2 separate regions of the Mus musculus genome follow, and region 1 is linked to region 2. The links are chromatin contacts, called in public Hi-C maps. All regions are on one chromosome and are shown on one strand. The core of a region is the stretch at or near the end of the contact, and the rest is flanking DNA. Distances in the headings are between cores, read along the strand shown. Region 1 overlaps Kcnk2 (potassium channel, subfamily K, member 2). Region 2 has its middle 45 kb from the start of Gm36561.

Region 1 (4,780 bases), core at 2,281-4,780, 140 kb after region 2:
TAGGATTTGATTCTTGGCACCCCAACCCAAATCCCAGAAAGCTAAATATTTCAACTTTGTCTTCATTGCAACTTGAAAATGAAGGGGTCCTGAAGGTCTGGAGAAAGCAGAAAACTTTCCTTGGGTTTTACCTGAATTTTCTCTCAAGAAGCAGATTTCACAAAGTCACCAAGGCCTCGCGGGCTGCTCATGGCAGAGAGAACTCTCTGCAAAGCCAGAGTTTTGCAGCCGTTAGGAAAATGGCAACTGCCAAAAGGCTTTGGCTTGTCCAGGGTCCTGGGCTGCTTGTCTCTTATCTTTTAGTTGTATTTGACCTCTCGCCTGGGAGGTTATTTCTTCTCACTCTGCAGAGTGTGATTTCTCCTAATTTCGATAGAATCCCCAATAGTGGACAAAGAACCTCTGTAAGGCATCTCAGCTGTGATGTGGCAAGTCAGAACCGGGCAGGGAAATGAGGAAATGACTCAGTGTATAATCATGTCCTGCGTGCCCATAGGCAGGCAGTTAGCATCCATTCTTGAGCATCAGACTCATTAGAATAAAGCACGAGAGATCAGCTGCTACAGAAGACAGAGCAGGAGAGGTGAGCGAGCACACATGTGCATGCCTGTGAGAGTATCCTGAAAACACAAAGAACTCTGTGGTTGGTAAATACGAGGCCAGTGCTGATATGACGCCCAACGATATCATCATTATTGATTAATTTTAAAGCTACAAACCTTTCTGAGAAATACAAAGAATTCACACTGGATGGAAACACACCCTACAGCTGGTGATGCTATTGGTGTGGCTTGAGGCCCCTAAAGGAAACAATGTATCAACTCATAAAAATACACCCTTGGGCTATTCATAGCTCATGCTCTCTCAATTGTGTCCATTTTCACTGTATCAGCTTCATGATACTGGACGTAGGGAACATAACTGCCAAGCCTCATGCTCAGAAATATGGAGAAAAAGACAAGTCCTTCAAAAACTAAATCAAGGCGTGCACAGGAAAGAAAAAGTATCCCCGCTCCTAAGAAAAGTGTTAATTTGTTCCCATTTCTTTAAGAAAGAAAAAAAAAAACTTTATACAACCCTCACAACTACTCAGTAACTACTGAATTACAAACACAGTGTCCTAAATTGCACAGTTTAACACCTACTAAGCCATATATTCAAGAAGTAAATGTGCTCTGTTAGAAAAAAAGAAAGATTAAAAAAAACAAAAAACAAATGTTGGAGTTGGGTGGTGGCTCAGCAGCTGAGAGCACTGGTTGCTCCTGTGGCAGAGCCAGGTTTCCGTCTCAGTACCAATGTGGCTGCTCCCAACCATCTCTAACTCCAGGTCCAGGGGATCTGAGAGCCTCTTCTGACCTCTGCGGACACTAAACTCATGTGGTGCACATGCAGGCAGGCAGGCAAAATACCTGTACATATAAAATAAATATTTTAAAAATTTCAAAACACCAAAATATGATGTTTGCTAGAACATTAATTTTTTTTCTGTCTGAAATTCTGATACCTTATAGCCTTCTGGGAAATTATAATGAGTCACCACACATTAAGTTGGTTTTATTTTGTTGGATTTTACTTTTAAAAACCTTATAGCAGCTTAAACCAGTGATTCTCAACCTTCATAATGCTGTGACCCTTTAATACACTTCCTCATGTTGTGATGACCCCAGATGATAAAATTATTTTTGTTGCTACATCATGACTATAATGTTGCCACTTTTATGATTCATAATATAAATATCTGATATGTGACCTCAGTGAGAGGGTCATTCTATCCCCCAAAGGGGTCACAACCCACAGGTTGGGCATGCTGGCTTCTATAGCACTTCCTCTCCCTTTGACATAGCAGTGTTCTTCACATAATGACCAAACAGAGAGCACACGGTGGTCCTGAGTGGTCACCATGGGTTTCCTCAGCCTGGGCATTTCCTGAAAGGCCTTCTCTTGGATCCCACATGTTTCAAGCTTTTCTCTAACTCTCATAATCTCTGACTGACAACAGCAAAGGCAGTAAGTGGGTAGCGCACAGTGCCTTCCTCATAGACCATGGGCTAACCAACCTCTGTCACTAAACCATCCCTCTGGCCTAAACTTACCTGATCCCATAGTTGCAAATGTCATCGCTGCCTGGTCTGCTGCAGTTTCAATTCTGCACTGTCATGGCTGTGTGGGAACAGTTCAGATTGGTACTCCCCTATCTACTCTGTGTTCCTTTCTATTTATTTTCCCCTAACTTGCCTTTGTGCCTCTGGGTTTGGGGGTCTCTCTCTCTCTCTCTCTCTCTCTCTCTCTCTCTCTCTCTTTCTCTCCCCCCCCCCGCCCCTGCCCCCAGGTAACCATGTCTTTCCGTTTGTCAATGATCTCAACGATCATACGTCCATACTTCCTGATGTCTCTTTTATCCATATCTCTAGGTCAGGTCACCCCTGAACCCACAGTATCTAACTGACTGCTCTGAGGGCATCTCACTCGGATGACCCGAGGGCACCGCAAGCCCCAGGTTTCCCTGATGATACTGCTGAACTTCTGAAGCCTGGCATTTGAAGCTTCACGCCATCCCAGTACCTGCAGCCACTGAGCTGCCCAAGTCAGACAACATCATCACCCATTCCTCGTCCTCGCACCCGGTCTCACATCTGTTCCTGCAGAGCCACCCTTCCCTTTCACCTCCTTCCCAGCCCTCCACCCTACTGTGCTGTCTCACCCAAACCACCCTGAATCCCCTAGCATCCCCTTGTTTCTCAAACACAGCCTCCATGCCGCAACCATAACCTTCTGTACTATTCCATCACATCCGAGGAGCTCACGCAATCTGAGGCTTGCCTATCCCTCCAGACTCAAGTCTAAACTCAAGTCCCCAGCTCTGCCTGCAGGAGCTCGCTGTAGATTTCTTTCAGCTCCTTGAGCAGTCTATGCTTGCTTGCCAATCTCTCCGTCCAGACAATAATGTTTCCCCGTTCCTCTGGGATAGTTTCTGCTGGCAGGGAACTAAACGTCCTCACCAAGCCGTTCCCCTAGAATCCATTTTGATCATCTGTTTGTTCCTGGGCCACTGTGTACAGTCCGTCCTTCCCTCACAACACTCTCGGTACAACTTGTTACAATTGTTGCTTTAATTTGCTTGTCTGGCTTCATGGCAGGAGGCAGGTTTTGACTGCTGGGTCCTGTTGGGTATTTCCAGCTCTGGGAAGAGTGCATGCATTGAGAATGTAGCCAGTGCCAGCTGGACCAATCAGGTGAACATATGGCAAGCCAGTCTTCAAGATTCCTTATACATAATCAGGTCAAAGGGAGTCTGTTTCCTCATCTGATAAGACATCTTGTTCCTCCTGACAGGGAGAGGCAGCTTTCAAGAAGCACTCATGCCTAGCCTGGTCTGCATAGGTAAGGCTCAGCATGTTTCCTCAAAACTTGTTTCCGAGTTTCCAGCCGCCAGAATGCCCGGCCTGCATAGTCTCCTCTAACCATACCCCTTCTCGCTCTCTTCATAGCTCTGACTGCCTTGCATGACCACACCTTGTAAGCAATCCCAGACTCTGGCCTTCCCCATCTGTGCTGGCTAGCGATTGTCCTGCCAGGGCTTTTCCAGAGAGGGAGAGCCATGCTGAGTGTGAATGGAACCATCCTTCCTATCATGGTAGGGGTCTTGGAGACAGACTAAATAAAAGGTAAAAGGATAAAGCCAGATGGGCTCCAGCACACATCTCTCTGTGCCTCCTGATTGTAGGAGCAATGTAGAACCACCTCACAGCTGCACAACTGTGCCTTCCCCCACCAAACGGATCAAAGAAAAATCCATCCCTCCTTCAGTTGTCACTTATCAGGCATGTTGCCCCATCAGTGATAAAAGTGACTAGCATAGTGTCCTCATGGGATTCATCTCTTTAGAAACCAAACATCTCCCTTGGTAGCTAGGGGTCTTTGTTTAGACTCTAAGGCCTTTCGGGACAGCAAAGCATGATGCTCACAGAGTCCTGGGTGGCTTGCCTCTGCAGCAATGGTCCAGAGCTTATGACTTCTGGTTCTTTCTGTTATCCCAAACAACGAGAGCAAGACCCTTTGAACTGCAACAATGCATCTTAAAACAAGCACTTGCAATAGTTTTATCATTTGGGGTGGGGGGGTAACTTTCCTAAACTGTCTGATTGACTGACTGCTCAAAGAAGGACACCTCTTTGGGATGTTTACAATTTAGAAATCCTAAAGGACGATTGCCAGTGTTCATGTGAGTATTTATCACTCCTCTGGTTCCCATCACAGATGAGGCAGTCTCCGTGAGAGCCTAATCTACAGCCTTCTGTCTCCTTCAGCCTTCTGTCCCCCCAAACACTCTATAAGGCAACATCTACAATTGTGCTTCGGAAAACAGTAACTCAGAGAACTGCGCTCATTCCCCGCCTTGATGGAGATGTGCCAGAAATATGAGCATCGCTGAACTAGTGAGACGCTGCCAACTGCCGCCCAACACAGACATCCCCCTGCGGGAACACCAGGACCTCTGTCCTAAGGTTGATATTTGCATTCTGAGTCCGTGTACACTGGCACAGCCCAAAGACAAGGCAACCTAGAAACCCCGGGCTCCTATTCATTTGCTCATCAGAACCAATTTTAACAGTTTCAAAAATATTCATATCCTGTGACAAAAAGCCAGTAATTTACAGAATCATATTCTGATCAAGAGTTTCCGGCAAAGAGAAAAAAAACTAAATGTGTAAGATGTCATATTGTAAACACAGTAGCAGTAAAACCTGTAAGATGCAACTGTGTTTTGAGAAGTCTGTCG
Region 2 (4,898 bases), core at 1,995-4,494:
AATATATTTGTTAAACATATTCATTAAAATATGCCAAATTTCACTATCAAACATCCTGCTTTGCTTGACTTAGTACCTATTTTATATCAACCAGATTCAATTGCTTTGATCTCTATTTTAGAATATCTATTTCTAAGCTATAAACTGCTTCCTACATATCCACAGGCCAGCTATTCTGCTTTCCTTCAAGTTTTCTGAACCACACAACTGAAGCCTAGATTTCAGATAGGAATTCAAACCTGTGGTTATCCACAGGAGCAGAGCTGGGAGGGATCTTCACAGTGTGGCCGTGAACACCTCGCCCACATTCTTAGAACGGAAGCAATCATGCAGAATTCCAAAGCTTCTCTTAGTTCTCACCCTGTAAACTGGCTCTGAACTTGGCTACCGTGCCCTTCTGCGTGTTCTGCCTGGACATGCTTGCTGACTTTAAATCTATGCTATGCCAGAGAGCAGGGGATTCCAGGACAGAGGAAAACAGAGGGAGACATGGGAAGACACCAACTGTTCTGTTCTACTCTTGTTTATCCAGACTGGGTTTCAGCCCCACTTTAAGACCTCCTTGTATATCCATTTGTAGTGTGTTCCCAACCATTACAGGGTCCTTGGGTTGCACTCCAAGGTGACCAGAACAGTTAGTTCTCGGTTCTCCCCTTACAACAATAACATAAAAGACTGTCAAGGGCCAATTTCCATCTTCTCCCTGTGTCTGTCTTTCAATGTTTGTCAACAATAGCAAGCAGACCTATTTGGCAAGTTTGGCAAGCATGGCTTCAACATCTTTTGCTAGGGTCATATACTGTAGACTATAGATTTGCCCAGGAAATTGGAAGGTGTGACACATGCTGGTCCTGGGCTGGAAATAATATTCTTCAGCCTGTTTCCTATTGTCAACCAGTTTGGTTTCCTGGATTGCTCCATCCCAGTGTGAAATCCTCATATACTGAAGCACTCCTCAATGAGTTCAACTTGAGCTCAGTCACAGATGACTTCAGCCCCTACCTAGTAGTGGAATTTCATAGGTCAGAGCCTTATGACCTAATGAAGTATGAAGCATGGGACCCGTAGAGTTGGAAGAATTGACTTTTTTTTATTACGTATTTTCCTCAATTACATTTCCAATGCTATCCCAAAAGTCCCCCATACCCCCCCTTCCCACTTCCCTACCCACCCATTCCCATTTTTTTGGCCCTGGCGTTCCCCTGTACTGGGGCATATAAAGTTTGTGTGTCCAATGGGCCTCTCTTTCCAGTGATGGCCGACTAGGCCATCTTTTGATACATATGTAGCTAGGGTCAAGAGCTCCGGGGTACTGGTTAGTTCTTAATGTTGTTCCATCTATAGGGTTGCAGGTCCCTTTAGCTCCTTGGGTACTTTCTCTAGCTCCTCCATTGGGGGCCCTGTGATCCATCCAATAGCTGACTGTGAGCATCCACTTCTGTGTTTGCTAGGCCCCGGCATAGTCTCTCAAGAGACAGCTATATCGGGTCCTTTCAGCAAAATCTTGCTAGTGTATGCAATGGTGTCAGTGTTTGGAAGTTGATTATGGGGTGGATCCCTAGATATGGCAGTCTCTAGATGGTCCATCCTTTTGTTACAGCTCCAAACTTTGTCTCTGTAACTCCTTCCATGGGTGTTTTGTTCCCAATTCTAAGAAGGGGTACAGTGTCCACACTTTGGTCTTCAAGGAATTGACTTTTTAAAGTAGGTTTTCCATATCCAGCACTCCCTCTGTTTCTCCTTAAAGATGAAGGCAGAGGAAGGTGGGCAGGGACAGGAGAGTATGGAGAAGGTCTGTGACAGCAATTCTGTAGTTACAGGAAGAGGATGCAAATCATTAACATCTCATAAAGGATGTGACTGCTCAGCATCTTAGGTCCCAAGAGGTTCAACCGAGTTGAGTAGGGGCATATCCAACACGCCTCTCCTGCTCCCCCTGGCTGTTGATGAGTCTGTTGTCTAGGTTGAAGAAGATCAGAGAAGCTCAACTTGGGCTTCCCAAGCCCCAAACAAGCTCGCTATGGAATATATTTTATCAGCATATTCATCAAAAGATTGCATCAATCAAAGCATAAATATTGGACACGACACAAAAAACTTTGCCAACCTTAAGGGGAGCCATCTGGATGCTTTTTCTTATGCATAAATTGCTGACTTTTCAAATTTCTGTCATACGTAGCATTCACTTCCTATTTCATGTCTAGGGAAGATACAGCAATTACAATCCAACCTAAAGATGTTCTTTGTCAGTCGTAGTTTAATGGCTGACCATCAGTTTATGTTGGTGTCACAGGATGTTCCTGTCTCTGGGCTGTGTCACAGTGACCCAGAGGACCACATGCCCCTTTTGTGTAAGCTGAGCTCCCAGGCTCAGCACCTGCTCCTGTTCAGAGAAGATGGTCATCTACCTAACTCTTTTATAGTGGGCATCTGTGAGCATCTTGTTCTATGCCACTGAACAGGGAGCAGATGGGGGGGGTGTGTGGCGCCTGAGTGAGATTAGGAGAGAAGCAGCAGCTACAGAGCACTGTCGGTTGAATCCGGAACAAAAAATCTGCCACTCTAATCCTGCTAATTATGTCTTCACACCCTGTGACCTTTACTCCAAAGTCGTAATTCCACTAAACCTGACAGATTTTCTGGAAGCCTCATCTGCTCACAGCCACCTTTAGCGTCTAGCCTGTCTTCCTCCCCAAATCTCTATTCCAGTAATTTAAAAGTATTAAGACCTGATACCTCAGGAAAAAAAAGCAGGCTACAGAAATGAAATCTCCAACCTTCTCACTGACTGGACTGGGAAACAGAGTATTCAGTCTCCAACTCTACGCTTGCTCGTGCTTTCAGTGTGAGATACCTAAAAATCTAAGCTGCAGCAGAGTGTGTCAAAGTAACACACACATCAAATATCAATTTAGCAGGCACTTTGGAGAGTGCATTGGTACTTTTTAGTACTATACTGTTCTGATGTTCTTTCCATGAATAGATGAATGAATGAATGAATGAATGAATGAAGCTCTTTGTTGTGGTGTGTATATAGATTTCTACATGTATGTTAAAATAATACACAATAGTGATATTGCACTGCAGACATTTAGCTACCACACCAAGAATTAGTAGACTCCTGTTGTCAGTACCTCCTCCCTCCACACCTCAGGAAGACACAAGCCAGTTGCAGGGTTGTGGCAGTTTGAGTGGGATGTGGTTCCCCAGGGCACATACGGCTGAGCACTTGACCTCCAGCAGGTGGCGCTGTCGTGGGAGGCGGTCGCAACCATGGGAGGAGAGCTGGCTTCCCCTCTTTCTGCTTCCCGCATGCCTGCTGCCAAGCCACGAAGTGAACAGCTTCTCCCTACACACTCCCAGGCACACTGATGACAAGCTCCGCTTGGGCACAAAGTGACAGAGCCAGCCCAGCACAGACTAAAACCCGGAAACCCCAAAACTTTGAAACCCTGCACTAAACTCCAGTTTCTTCCAAGTCCTTTGGAGTCCTTTGTCAGGTATTTGATCACAATAGAGGGAAGAGTAATAAATACAGGAAATTATTTTCTCAGGCTTAGAGCTGTAGCTGGATGCCACCCCACAATCAATCTTTGACAATGAAAATAATAGCAGTAAGCAAACACGAGAAATATCACTATCACTTTAGATTATAGGCAAAGCCCCTTCCTGGCACCACACAGTCAGTGAGGTAGAATCAGGCTGTAAAGCCAGGGAGAACCAGAGTAAACTCTGGGGAGCCAGAGGCTCATGTTTCTGTAGCAGAGTCACAGTCTGTTCAGGGAAGTAGCCACATGGAGGGTAAACTGAAAAAAAAAAAAAAAAAAAAAAAAACACAAGGAACCCAAAAGTCATTCATCCTCCACGTCTGCAGGCTCTGCACATCAGGATCCAGCCAAGCCCAGCTCAGAATGCTCAGCAGACTGCATGTGAAATGAGCAGGTAGCAGGATTCCCATGCCCTTATTCTCTAAGCAATGCAGAGCAGCACGTATTTATATAGTGAGAGCATATGGAAAAATCACCAGCAGAAAAGAAACAAGGGTTCTGCTACTTCTGCTAGGAAGGAAAGGGGGGAAGGCAGGGAAGAAGGAAAGAGTGGGGGAAGGGATGAGAAAGGGAGAGAGGAAGAAAGAGAGAGAGAGGGAAGGAGGGATGGAGGGAGGGAGGGGGAGAGAGAGGGAGGGAAGGAGGGAGGGAAGGAGGGAGCCAGTGCCAGGCACAGTAGGATTGAGAATGGAAGGCTTCTCTTGGAAGTCCCCTCATTTTATGCTAAGGAAGGAGGTGTGGGCTTTGAGATTTAAACAGGATAATGAATGGTAATAAGTAGGAGGAAGGAGAGAGAGTCGGGTGTGTATGGGGCACTGTGTGATGTGCACTTGAAACCTGCATTTTTGTAATCAGTGAGGGGTCTCAGCTCACTGTGACTTGAAGGCCTGTTTATATCAGCAGTACACTGGATCCCTCCATTGTCTTCTTGTAAGCAAAGGATCTGAATTTCTGGGTGAAGCTTAAAATATTTTGCATAGAATACCTGGCATCAAGTCTGTGTGTATGTTTACACATACAAACAAACATACACATATAAATGCATTCATACATATGTCCACACACACACACACACACACACACACACACACACACACACACACACGACAGGAAATGGCTCAGAGGTTCAGAGTGAGTACTGTTCTTACAGGAGACACAAGTTTAGCTCTCAGTACCCACAACAGCAGGCTTACAACTGCCTGGAAGTCCAGTTCCTGAATACTTGGCGCCCACTTCTGGACTCTATAGGTACTTGCACCAACCTATCTATGAACCCAGCATCTTACATACAAAATTTAATAATAAAATAAAATTTCTTCATTAAGATAGGGTCTTACTATGTAGCATTGG

What was found. A called contact is a pair of places that touch in the nucleus more often than the background predicts.
Region 1: a contact with region 2 is called in a Hi-C map of cerebellar granule neurons, with 2.0 times the contacts expected there. The contact joins two enhancer-like sites. A contact is called at or near these places in 16 of 484 Hi-C or Micro-C datasets (the BV-2 cell line, Sertoli cells, cerebellar granule neurons and 5 more) and 1 of 115 datasets of contacts at active chromatin or transcription factors (embryonic stem cells).

What each region holds. Positions count from the first base shown.
Region 1 is chr1:189,214,836-189,219,615 of GRCm38.p6, forward strand. The region is part of intron 6 of Kcnk2 (potassium channel, subfamily K, member 2); the gene reads right to left. Among named protein-coding and RNA genes, the nearest start is that of A430027H14Rik, 130 kb to the right of the region's middle. Within about 2 kb of position 3,531, at least 29 of the 459 cell types and tissues checked have an H3K27ac peak or open chromatin away from gene starts, as enhancers often do. A contact at or near this core is called in cerebellar granule neurons, where this site is marked.
Region 2 is chr1:189,077,732-189,082,629 of GRCm38.p6, forward strand. It overlaps the pseudogene Gm18698. Among named protein-coding and RNA genes, the nearest start is that of Gm36561, 45 kb to the left of the region's middle. Within about 2 kb of position 3,245, at least 10 of the 459 cell types and tissues checked have an H3K27ac peak or open chromatin away from gene starts, as enhancers often do. A contact at or near this core is called in cerebellar granule neurons, where this site is marked.